2 separate regions of the Mus musculus genome follow, and region 2 is linked to region 1. The links are chromatin contacts, called in public Hi-C maps. All regions are on one chromosome and are shown on one strand. Each heading gives the region's core, a stretch centred on a gene start, on an enhancer-like site or on the middle of the called end of the contact. The rest is flanking DNA. Distances are from core to core; before and after follow the strand shown.

Region 1 (4,879 bases), core at 874-3,373:
TAGGGAACAGAGAAGTAGGGGATACTAAATGCATAGGGAAATAGGTACCTCATAACCAATCCAGAGACATGGAGTCTAACAGCAGCCTAGGCCATTCCTTGCCCAACAGCTGAATACGGACCCTGTCTACTGCTATTTATCACTTTACAGAAACCACTCTGCTCTCTGTCTAACCTCTTAGCCTTACAGTTACAGCCATGGGCTCCTCTAGCAGCCCATGAAGAACAGCTAACCCATCCTCTTTTGTCGGTGATTCAACACGCGCTATCAGCACAGCCCTCACGGAAAGAGCAGGAGTCTCCCTCAAATCATCAGGCTGTACAGGAAGTCGAGCAAGTCGATGAGCTTCATCCTCCTCCAGTTGTTTGGTGATGACTTGCCTGAGTGGACCACAGGCAGTAGCTGTTCCTTACGCATCAGGCATTCAAGGCACGTCCACAGTCACTGAACCGACAGCATGCAGGCCTACGGAGAGCTTGCACGCCCAGCAACATCACGGACACTAACACAAGCTCATTTGTGACCCTGACAAGTGAACTTGAAGGAGACTGCCTCCATGTTCTCCTGCCTCACACTCGTTGCATATAAAACTGCAGCCACTTCCTGGACTATGCCTTTGCCAGGCAGTTGTCTCTAAAGCCTTGGCCTCTGCTAAAGATTTTGTATTTTGCTAGCATCTAGCACAAAGGCTGAGTAAAGAGAGTGGTAAAAAGCGAACCCTCAAAAAAGGGGGTTGCAGGGAGATGGGGTCTGTGTGAGAACACCTCATATTAACTTTCTGGTGTTCTGTTCTGCTCTGCTGCCACGAGAGAATTCATTCAATTCTCCTTGTCTGGGAGGCACCATCACTGGACATGTGTGGAGGTTTCCATCTGTCTGTCATGCTACCCTGTCAGCTGAAAATGCTGGCAGAGACTCTTGACTCGTGGTGGCAAGACAGGCAGGCGTATCTGCCTGCTGTGAATGTCGAGACCTCTCTCCGCCAAAATGTAAATGTGGCGTGCCCCTTTTCAGAAGCCCTCAGCCCTGTGCCCTGCGAAATAGACAGAGCAAGGGCAGAGTCTAGTGCTGAAGGGCACTTAGTTAGAGAGCATGGTGGGAGGAAGGGGGGAGGGTAGTGAAATGGGCTGGGGACTTAGGGATATGAGAGTGTGCAGAGGCTCACAGAAGATACAGCAGCTAGCACTAAAGTATCCAGAGCTTTAGCCTAAGTTTCCTGTCATGGATTTGGTTTAGTTCATCTATTGTTCAAGTTATGAAGCTACCATTCATTTTTAAAAGAAAAATATTAAGATTTATTCATTTAATTTGTATATGAAGGCCAGAGGACACTTGTGGGAATCAGTTCTCTCCACCATGTGGGAATCCAACTGAAGACATCAGTGGAGGTAGGCACCCTTACCAATGGACACACACACACACACACACACACACCAGCTCCATGGTTACTGCTTTTCAAATATAAAGATAAATGAACCACATCAAGAGAGAGTACAGAAATGTGGATTCATCCGTGAACAAGAAATGAAAGCAAGTTTCTAAAAAGCAAAATGCCAATAAAACTGTCTGATAGATGAATAGACAGAAAGAGATAACCTAGAATATCCTGGGAGAGAGTTCTAAGAAGGGGCTACCTTTGTATGAGAGGCCAAGCACACAACGTTGACAGTTATGGGCCTATGTGCTTCCACCCTAGGAATGCGACTCCCGACAGCATCTCATTTAGCATCCTCATGATGGCAGATGCTAAGAGAATGCATGAAAACGCATGTGAAGAGGGAGAAGGTACAAGGAGGTAGACGAACAATTCCAGCCGCCCACATCCAAACAGCACACCACATTACCTCCGCTGGACTCTAAAGTGGCACACAAGGCTGGCAGCAGGCTAGGCAACATGTCCATAAATACAAGTTAAAGCTCGAGGGATTCAGAGAGCCTGGACCACAGAAGAACAAACTCAGAGAGAGAGGAGGGCAGCAGAGGCATGGAGCACATGGCATTGCTGTCAGGCAGTAAAAGGTTGGGAACCAGGCCGAAGCAACGAGCCAATGATGACAAGACTCCCTGATCAGAGGGAGTGGCGCCAAGACAGTGCAAGGACGGAGCCTCCGTTACAGCTCTGACTGAACCAAAAAGCCAAGCAGTGGAGCGTGACCTGGACCCAGAGGCTCAGTGGGCCAGGTGTGTACTATATTTACTTGCGTATTTATATTCGGCTTGGTTCTAAGAAGAGCAGAAGGCCCCTTACAAGGACACAGAGAGAACAAAGAAATAAAAGCTGTGTGTGAGAAAAGGAAAGTCAGATTCTAGGGAGAGAGAGAGCTCCAACACACCAGGCAAAGCAGGCACATGGCCCTCTAAGCTCTCTAGAAGCCAGCTTTAAATTACCCACACCCTGGTGAGTATGTGCCTGCACACACACACACACACACACACACACACACACACACACAGAAAAAAAAAAAAAAAAAAAAAAACTGGTACTAAAGCCAGAAAAGAATACATCCTTTTGTTCTTCCTCATAGAGACGACAGCGTATGCATCCTTGGAAACAGCCTTGTGAAGCACTCACCACAAGCCACCTCTACCCCAAGCCCAATTCTGGTCTCTGAGCTTAGGGATCTGTCTTGATTGCAAGAACAAGGCCAGATCCCAGGCCTTCCTGACAGAGCCTCCAGGGAAAGTCAAGCCCCGTACACTCTCCAAGGCCCAGTCCAGACTAGACCAAATTCAATTTTCCCAATTTATTTTTGCATGTAGTTACTGCCATCCATTGGTGGAGGAGGCAAGTAGAAGAAAAAACAAAACAAAACAAAACAAACCAGGCAAGAACTCGGAAGAGGAAACTGAGCCCCGCTGCTTACAAGAACATGCCCCACTCCTGTGTCTATGCATAGAGACACCACTGGGGTCCTCCAGTCTCCTCCCACACCCCTTTCTGTCACTCTTCATGGCAGAGGTGCCCTGACTGCCAGGTGACACCACAGTGAGGGTCTCCAGATTGTAGAGATCTCACCTTGTAGAGATGGCAAAGAGACCATGTTGGTATAGACTCTGACTTCTTTCCGTCCCTTGTCACCCTGAGCCCTCTTGGGAAAGTGCCTCTGGCTGCCCACTGCAACCTTCCCCAGGCAAGGCAATCCAAAGGGCTGAACTTGCACCAGTGAGAAGCCAGGACCAGCCCACCCCCCACCCCCCCAGCTGCGCTGCAAATTCAGGCCATACATCAGACCTTGCTGTTGTCATTTGAACTTGCAGGTGCCTGGTTCCCATGCCTCCATCTTAACACTATACTTGAGCAAGGAAGAGAGCAGCTGCTGTGACTTTAGAAAAGTCCTGTGGAAAGATACATTGGACCTCTGCATCTGAAGGAGGCTACAAACTAGAACACACCATTTGCTCTGACTTGAGCGGTCATGTCTCTATGAAATGCATATGGAATTTAAGCCTCATTACCATAGGTTGCTGCCCTCTCTGGTGGGAAGTAACACCATTACAAGAGATTTCAGACAGCACAGAGCTCAGTGATAGACAATTACATAGTGTGCATGAAGTCCTGGGTTTGACATCCAAAGTACATGCACACAGGGGCCTGGCAAGCAGGTAGTCCAGAGAGCATCCTGGTTCATGTACCATGTAAAGATGCAGCAAGACACACCATATAAGCTGATACCAAATCTGCCAGCACTTTCACATTAAACTTCCCAGCCTCTGTAACTTTAAGGATAGAAGACTCATGTTTCTAAGTAATTCAGACTAAGGTAATAACAAATAGTAGCAGGAACAGTCTGTCTTAGTTAGGGTTTTACTGCTGTGAACAGACACCATGACCAAGGCGAGTCTTATAAAAAACAACATTTAATTGGGGCTGCCTTACAGGTTCAGAGGTTCAGTCCATTATCATCAAGGTGGGAGCATGGCAGCATCCAGGCAGGCATGGCACAGGCAGAGGTGAGAGTTCTATGTCTCCATCCAAAGGATGCTAGTGAAAAACTGACTTCCAGGCAGCTAGGGTGAGGGTCTTAAGCCCCCACCCACAGTAACACACCTACTCCAACCAAATCACACCTATTCCAACAAGGCCACACCTCAAAATGGTGCCACTCCCTGGTCCAAGAATATACAAACCATACATCACACAGACTTAGATATCGTTCAAGGGCAGGGCAAGCCACATGTTCTAACTTTGTATCAATAGTGGTTATCACAAGCCCTCGTAACGAGTGGTCTTTCAATTTTTGTTTATTTAAAATTTTCTGTGATTTTTTTAATGAAAAAATGTTCAGTTTTCATCAGCAAAATCTTTTTTTGTTGTTAAGTTTTATTCCTGATTATTTCTAGTAAAAGTGTTAGAGAAAGATGCAGTGGGCAGTGAGGAGCTGGTCCTGAGGCTATGGTCAGATCCTAAACTACAAGGCTCCCACTATGCTGACAATTTTCTCTGAGGTCTGACTCAGTGGTTTGAGCATTTCCTGGAGCATGTGGGCCCTGTGCTGATGATCTGCAGGGAAAGGACTCTGTAGCTCCTAAGAATGAAGGGAGTCCTCTCTCCCACTGCTTTCCTTGAGGGAACTCGGAGGTCCTTATGTGACCCGAGTTTCAATCTATTTCTGGCTCTATGTAGAACAGCAAACCTGCTAATGGGAGCATTATCATCATGATATTTTTAATGTTATTCCCTGACTAATCAATTATTTCCAGCTCAGCTAAGCCTTCCACCTCAGGCTGTCCTGCCTCTCCCAGCTCCTCCTAACTCAGAGCCTCGGGGCCTACAGAAGCAGCAGGGGTGGTGGGAAGCTCTGAAGGAGTCTAACAAACCCGAGAGCGGAGGTGAATCCTGGAGGACATTTTAGGACACTTAGGCACAGCTTTCTTCAAG
Region 2 (4,879 bases), core at 1,069-3,568, 250 kb before region 1:
GTGTGTGTGTGTGTGTGTGTGTGTGTTCTGCCTGCCTATATGTCTATGCACCCAATTCGTACCTGGTACCTTGGAACCCAGAGGAAGATATTGGATCCCATAGGACTGGTGTTATAGGCCGTTAGGAGCTACCATGAAAGTTCTGAGAATTAAACCCAGGTCCTCTAGAAGAACAGCCAGTGCTCTTCACTTCTGAGCCATCTCTCTAGCTCTTTACAAATCATCTTATTCCTGCCACATGACATGCTGAGGAGCTACACATTCTGAAGGTTCCCTGCTTCCAGTGTATCTCTTTCTCTTCTGTTTTCATCTGTGGTTGTTGACCAAGGGTTATTGAATGAATGGTGTTCACTCACCAGATGGATTGGTGTAGTCATACTTACTCTAATAAAACAACTTAGGTAAGCATATCATACAAAAAAAATAATGGAAAAGTAACTACTATTGTTTTGAAAACTGAAATGAATACCACGGAAAATAAAAAGAAAGGTTCCAATTCTCTTTGAGAAAGGAGGAGAATGGAGATAAATATCAAAGCAAGGAGAATGTCTTAAAGTCATAAAAACTATTAATTAGCTAAAACTGTCTATAATACACATAGGTCAGTGTATAAATACACATACTTAGTTTAAAAGCAATTTTCCCATCTGGGCTGACAATGCTCCCTCTGAGAGCCAAAGACTACCTAACAAAATTTCCATATCAGGCATGAGAAACCATCTTTTGAGCTGTTGGCCAGGGCTGTCCAAGAGACTCCTGAAACATACAGTCCATTGTTCTTGTTCTTGGTTGCCCTTTCCCCACCACCACCACCACCACCACCATCAAAGTGAAAGGTAAGTCTCTATTACTGAAGATATCATGCACATCAGACACAGGGACTAGGGGCCACTGAGCTGGAATTAACTTGAAAGCCTCCTCCTGAGGACTAGCATTCATGTACCATAAGGCACCATGCAAGCTTCTGAGAGGGAAAAACAACCAACAGGCCTACTCAGGTATGACATGTATGAACCACAGCCAACATTGTTTGACACATTAAGGATACAGTAGTGGCACCCAGACCTTGTGGTAACCAACAGCTCTCTAATTGACCTTACGACCTACTCAACAGGAAAAAGATCATAGCTGGTACTGAAAACTTAGGTAACTATCCAGGGATAGAGAAGTCACGGATCTCGGAGGAAAACCTACAACTCCCACTGTACTAAGCTAGCACAATCCCTAACTATATGCTAAGTATTTGTTCTTATACACACAGATAAATGTAGCATCATAGAGACTTCTCTTTGTCACAAATTACAGAAAACAGAGCCAACCAAAATGCAGAGTTGTGGACACCAGTACCAACTGATGCATCTACAACCCAACTCCTTCATCTAAGGTTCAGACATCATTATGGAAGAGGACATAGAAAGATTTTAAGAGCCAGAGGAACAGGGAGTGAGACTGTATGTCCTACTAAGTCTACCAGTATGAAACAGAGTTGAATAAGGAGGACACCAGTAGACATGCTAAAGTGGAAGGAAGGAAGGAAGGAAGGAAGCTCAGGAGTTCTCAACCTACACAGAGAACTGCAGGCAACCAAGGAATGCTGAGATCAGGAGAAATAGTCTTCCTCAGAAAAGAGCACATCAAGTGGTTATTCAAAACCAAAAGTCAGCCCTGTGAACATTTGTGTATAGAATACACAAATAATGTTATACAGAATGAGCTGGTTACATTTATGTATTTTATATATACACACAAATATGTATATAACAGCAATTAATGGGAAAAGGCCTTCAAATTGAAAGAGAAGAAGGAGGGATATGTGGGAGGGTTTGGAGGAAGAGATGGGAAAGACAATGATGTAATTATATTATAATCTCAAAATTATATATATATATATATATATATATATATATATATATATATACACACACACACACACACACACACACACACACACACACACACACACACATACATACACACCAAATTCTCAGGCAGTCCTTGGAAGTTTATGTCTGGGTAGCAGAGTAGGGCCTTCATTTTCTATACAAAGAAACTCTGTATCCCTATTTAATGTCAAGTCAAAAAAGTGTTGGCAGAAAATATACTAAAGATATTTTTTGAATGTGGAAGCGCTGTCATTGCAAAGCCATTGTCTTGGCCACCAGCTAGGCAAAATAACAACATCCAAATTCTATTGATTGTATGCCAGGAGGCCCATATGACCACCATGGGCAAGTCTTTCCACATCACCTACCACATACTTCATGTCAGTTCATTCACTCATTCAATTAATATTGACTGAGCTTCCACAGGGAGGTTGGCAGAAGGACAATGCTGCCTACTGAGAGGATCATGTGACTCATTTGAGTCCATCAGTAACCATCCATGGAGGAATCCGGACAGAGGTTACAGCTCATGGTGGCTTCTCTCTGCTGCTAATGGGTATTGTGCCAGAAGAATCACTTGCTTAAACTAACTTCTGAGACTCAGCAGTCATCATCTGTATTCACGGTCTGGTCATTTCCTGTTGTGACAGACTCTGGTACACTCAGTGGAGCGCTGATTACACAAAGGCTTACAGACCTGACAGTTCACCTTGGCCTGAAGGGAAACACACTCCAGGAAAGCCTTGGAACTTAAACTGTGTAGAGAGATAACTGGTTCTCATGCATAGAGCAAATTTTATCATGGATTCCTAGCACGGGTTAATGCCTATATGACTGTTGAATATATGAAAATTTTCTATAATACTTTATGTTTATGAAGTACATAAAAATCCTGACAAGTGTTTACAATATAACCTGTAAGATTACAGACTTTTGACTAACCCTATGCTATCAATTGTATATTGAATGTCCCCTCATAGGCTGGCTTCAACATCTTTGAGGATGTCCTCTCAAAGGATGTGATAGGACCTTGACCATTTCCTTCTTGTTTACTGTCTCCTGATAAAGTCAGTGTTGCTCCAAAAAGTACTGCTGCTATGAAATGCTGCCTTACTGTAGGCATGAAGCTACATGGTAATCAATCATAGGCCAAAATCAACTTCAGTGAAAATTAAAATGAACAGTTTCTTTTTTCTATTGTTTGAGAATTTCATACATGACTGTAATACGTTTGATCAAGCACACCCCTTCATTCTACACCCCCCTTTCCTCCCAACTTCATGTACCCTCCCACCCCACCCCTACTGAATGAGCTTAAGGAAGCCTATATGTGCATGACTGTAGTAGGACTCTACTAAAGCAGGGGTAGTTTTTCAGGGTCTGCACCCTTGAATACAACTGACTCTCCTTTCCCCAGCCACAGTCTGCTTTCACTAGCTCTTGGCTACAGGTGGGGTTTATGACCCTACCTCTTGTCATGCTGGGACTTTGATTGACTTGATCTTGTATGGGTCTTGGGCATTCAGCCACGGCTTCTGTGAATGCCTATATACAACAGCACTGTCTTGTTCAGCAACTTTTCTCTTCCTGAGTTAATTAACGTAAATATTTCATTTGTACTAACAGGAAACCCACACACAATTTTATTTTTTAAGTTGATTTATATATCGTTACAAAATTATTGGAATGTCAAAAAATACTAGAAAGTGTCCACAATAGAAGCCTGAAAATGACAAATTTTTAAGCAGCCTTGTAACAGGTTGGCTATTGGATTTCCCTCAAAGGTCCTTAGAAGGGTGTTTGTTATTAAAACAAGCCTTATTTGTATGTGTTGTGTAGATCTGTCATCTGAACTGAAACATTCCCTCTTAGAGGGAGGAGGAGGGTGCTCAAAAGGCTCTGTGTCTTAGGGTTGCTCTTGCTGTGATAAAATATGCAGGACCAAAAGCACCATGGGGAGAAAGGGTTTATTTCTGCTTATTGCTCTCAGGCCAGACTCCATCACTGAAGGAAATCGGAGCAGCAACTCATGGCAGGAACATGCAAGTCATAAGTGAAGCCGTTATGAAGCCAAGATCATGGAGGAGTGCTGCTTACTGGCTCGCTCAACCTGCTGCCTGTTTTCTTATAGCACCTAGGCTACCAGCTTAGGAGAAGCACTTCTCACAGCAAGATGGGACTTCCCATATAAACAATCAATCAAAACAATGCTCCAAAGGCTTGCCCCCAGGTTAATCCAGTGAGGGCATTTTCTCAATTGCAGTTCCCACCTCTCAAATGATTCTAGCTTTTGTCAAGTTGACATATAATTACATTACTACTTATCTCCTTTTTTCATATTCCTTTTTCATTGAGCTCCAAGATCCCATATTAATATCAAAATAATATTAAACTTTATTTAAAAGATTCCAACTTTTAAAAGTCCCACAGTCTTTAAAAATCTAAACACTTTAAAAGTTCAGTCTCTTTAAAATATCCAAAGTCCCCTTCAAAGTTTAAAGTCTCAGTCTCTCCAATGTCTCTCTAAAATGCCCAAAGTCTTTTTAAAAGTTCAGTCTTTGAACTGTGGACTCCTGTAAAATCAAAAATAAAATTACATGCTTTCTTATTCCAGGAAGGAAGAATCAATCAGGGCACTGTCACACCCAAAACAGACACTGAGTCCAGTGGTTATAGAGCTCAGAGCCAGATCCCCTAATTCATTCACATGCTTCTGGACTCCAAAAGGCCTGGGCTACTTCTCTGGCTCTGCCTTTGCAGAACATACAGCTTGTCTCCTAGGGTCAAGACTGCTCCACTTCATAGCTGCTGCAGTCCTTGGTCCTTGTTGGTCCCACGTACTGGCTTCTCCAAAATCCCGGTGTAAATATGCTTCATCTTCAACAATAGTCTCTCCCAGGTTCTCTTTGGGGACTCTAAACCTGATGGGACCAAACCCTAATTTTTCTCCACGGACTCATCAATTCTGGAGTTTCTATTACAATCCGGGCTTCAGC

Evidence for each region. Hi-C and Micro-C count contacts between places; a contact is called where the count stands out from the background.
Region 2: a Hi-C map of cerebellum shows a contact between it and region 1, with 2.2 times the contacts expected there. The contact joins two enhancer-like sites. A contact is called at or near these places in 3 of 484 Hi-C or Micro-C datasets (cerebellar granule neurons, cerebellum and nephron progenitors).

The regions. Positions count from the first base shown.
Region 1 is chr4:33,638,250-33,643,128 of GRCm38.p6, reverse strand. No RefSeq gene overlaps it. Among named protein-coding and RNA genes, the nearest start is that of Gm32955, 38 kb to the right of the region's middle. Within about 2 kb of position 2,123, at least 8 of the 459 cell types and tissues checked have an H3K27ac peak or open chromatin away from gene starts, as enhancers often do. A contact at or near this core is called in cerebellum, where this site is marked.
Region 2 is chr4:33,883,705-33,888,583 of GRCm38.p6, reverse strand. No RefSeq gene overlaps it. Among named protein-coding and RNA genes, the nearest start is that of Gm33105, 18 kb to the left of the region's middle. Within about 2 kb of position 2,318, at least 3 of the 459 cell types and tissues checked have an H3K27ac peak or open chromatin away from gene starts, as enhancers often do. A contact at or near this core is called in cerebellum, where this site is marked.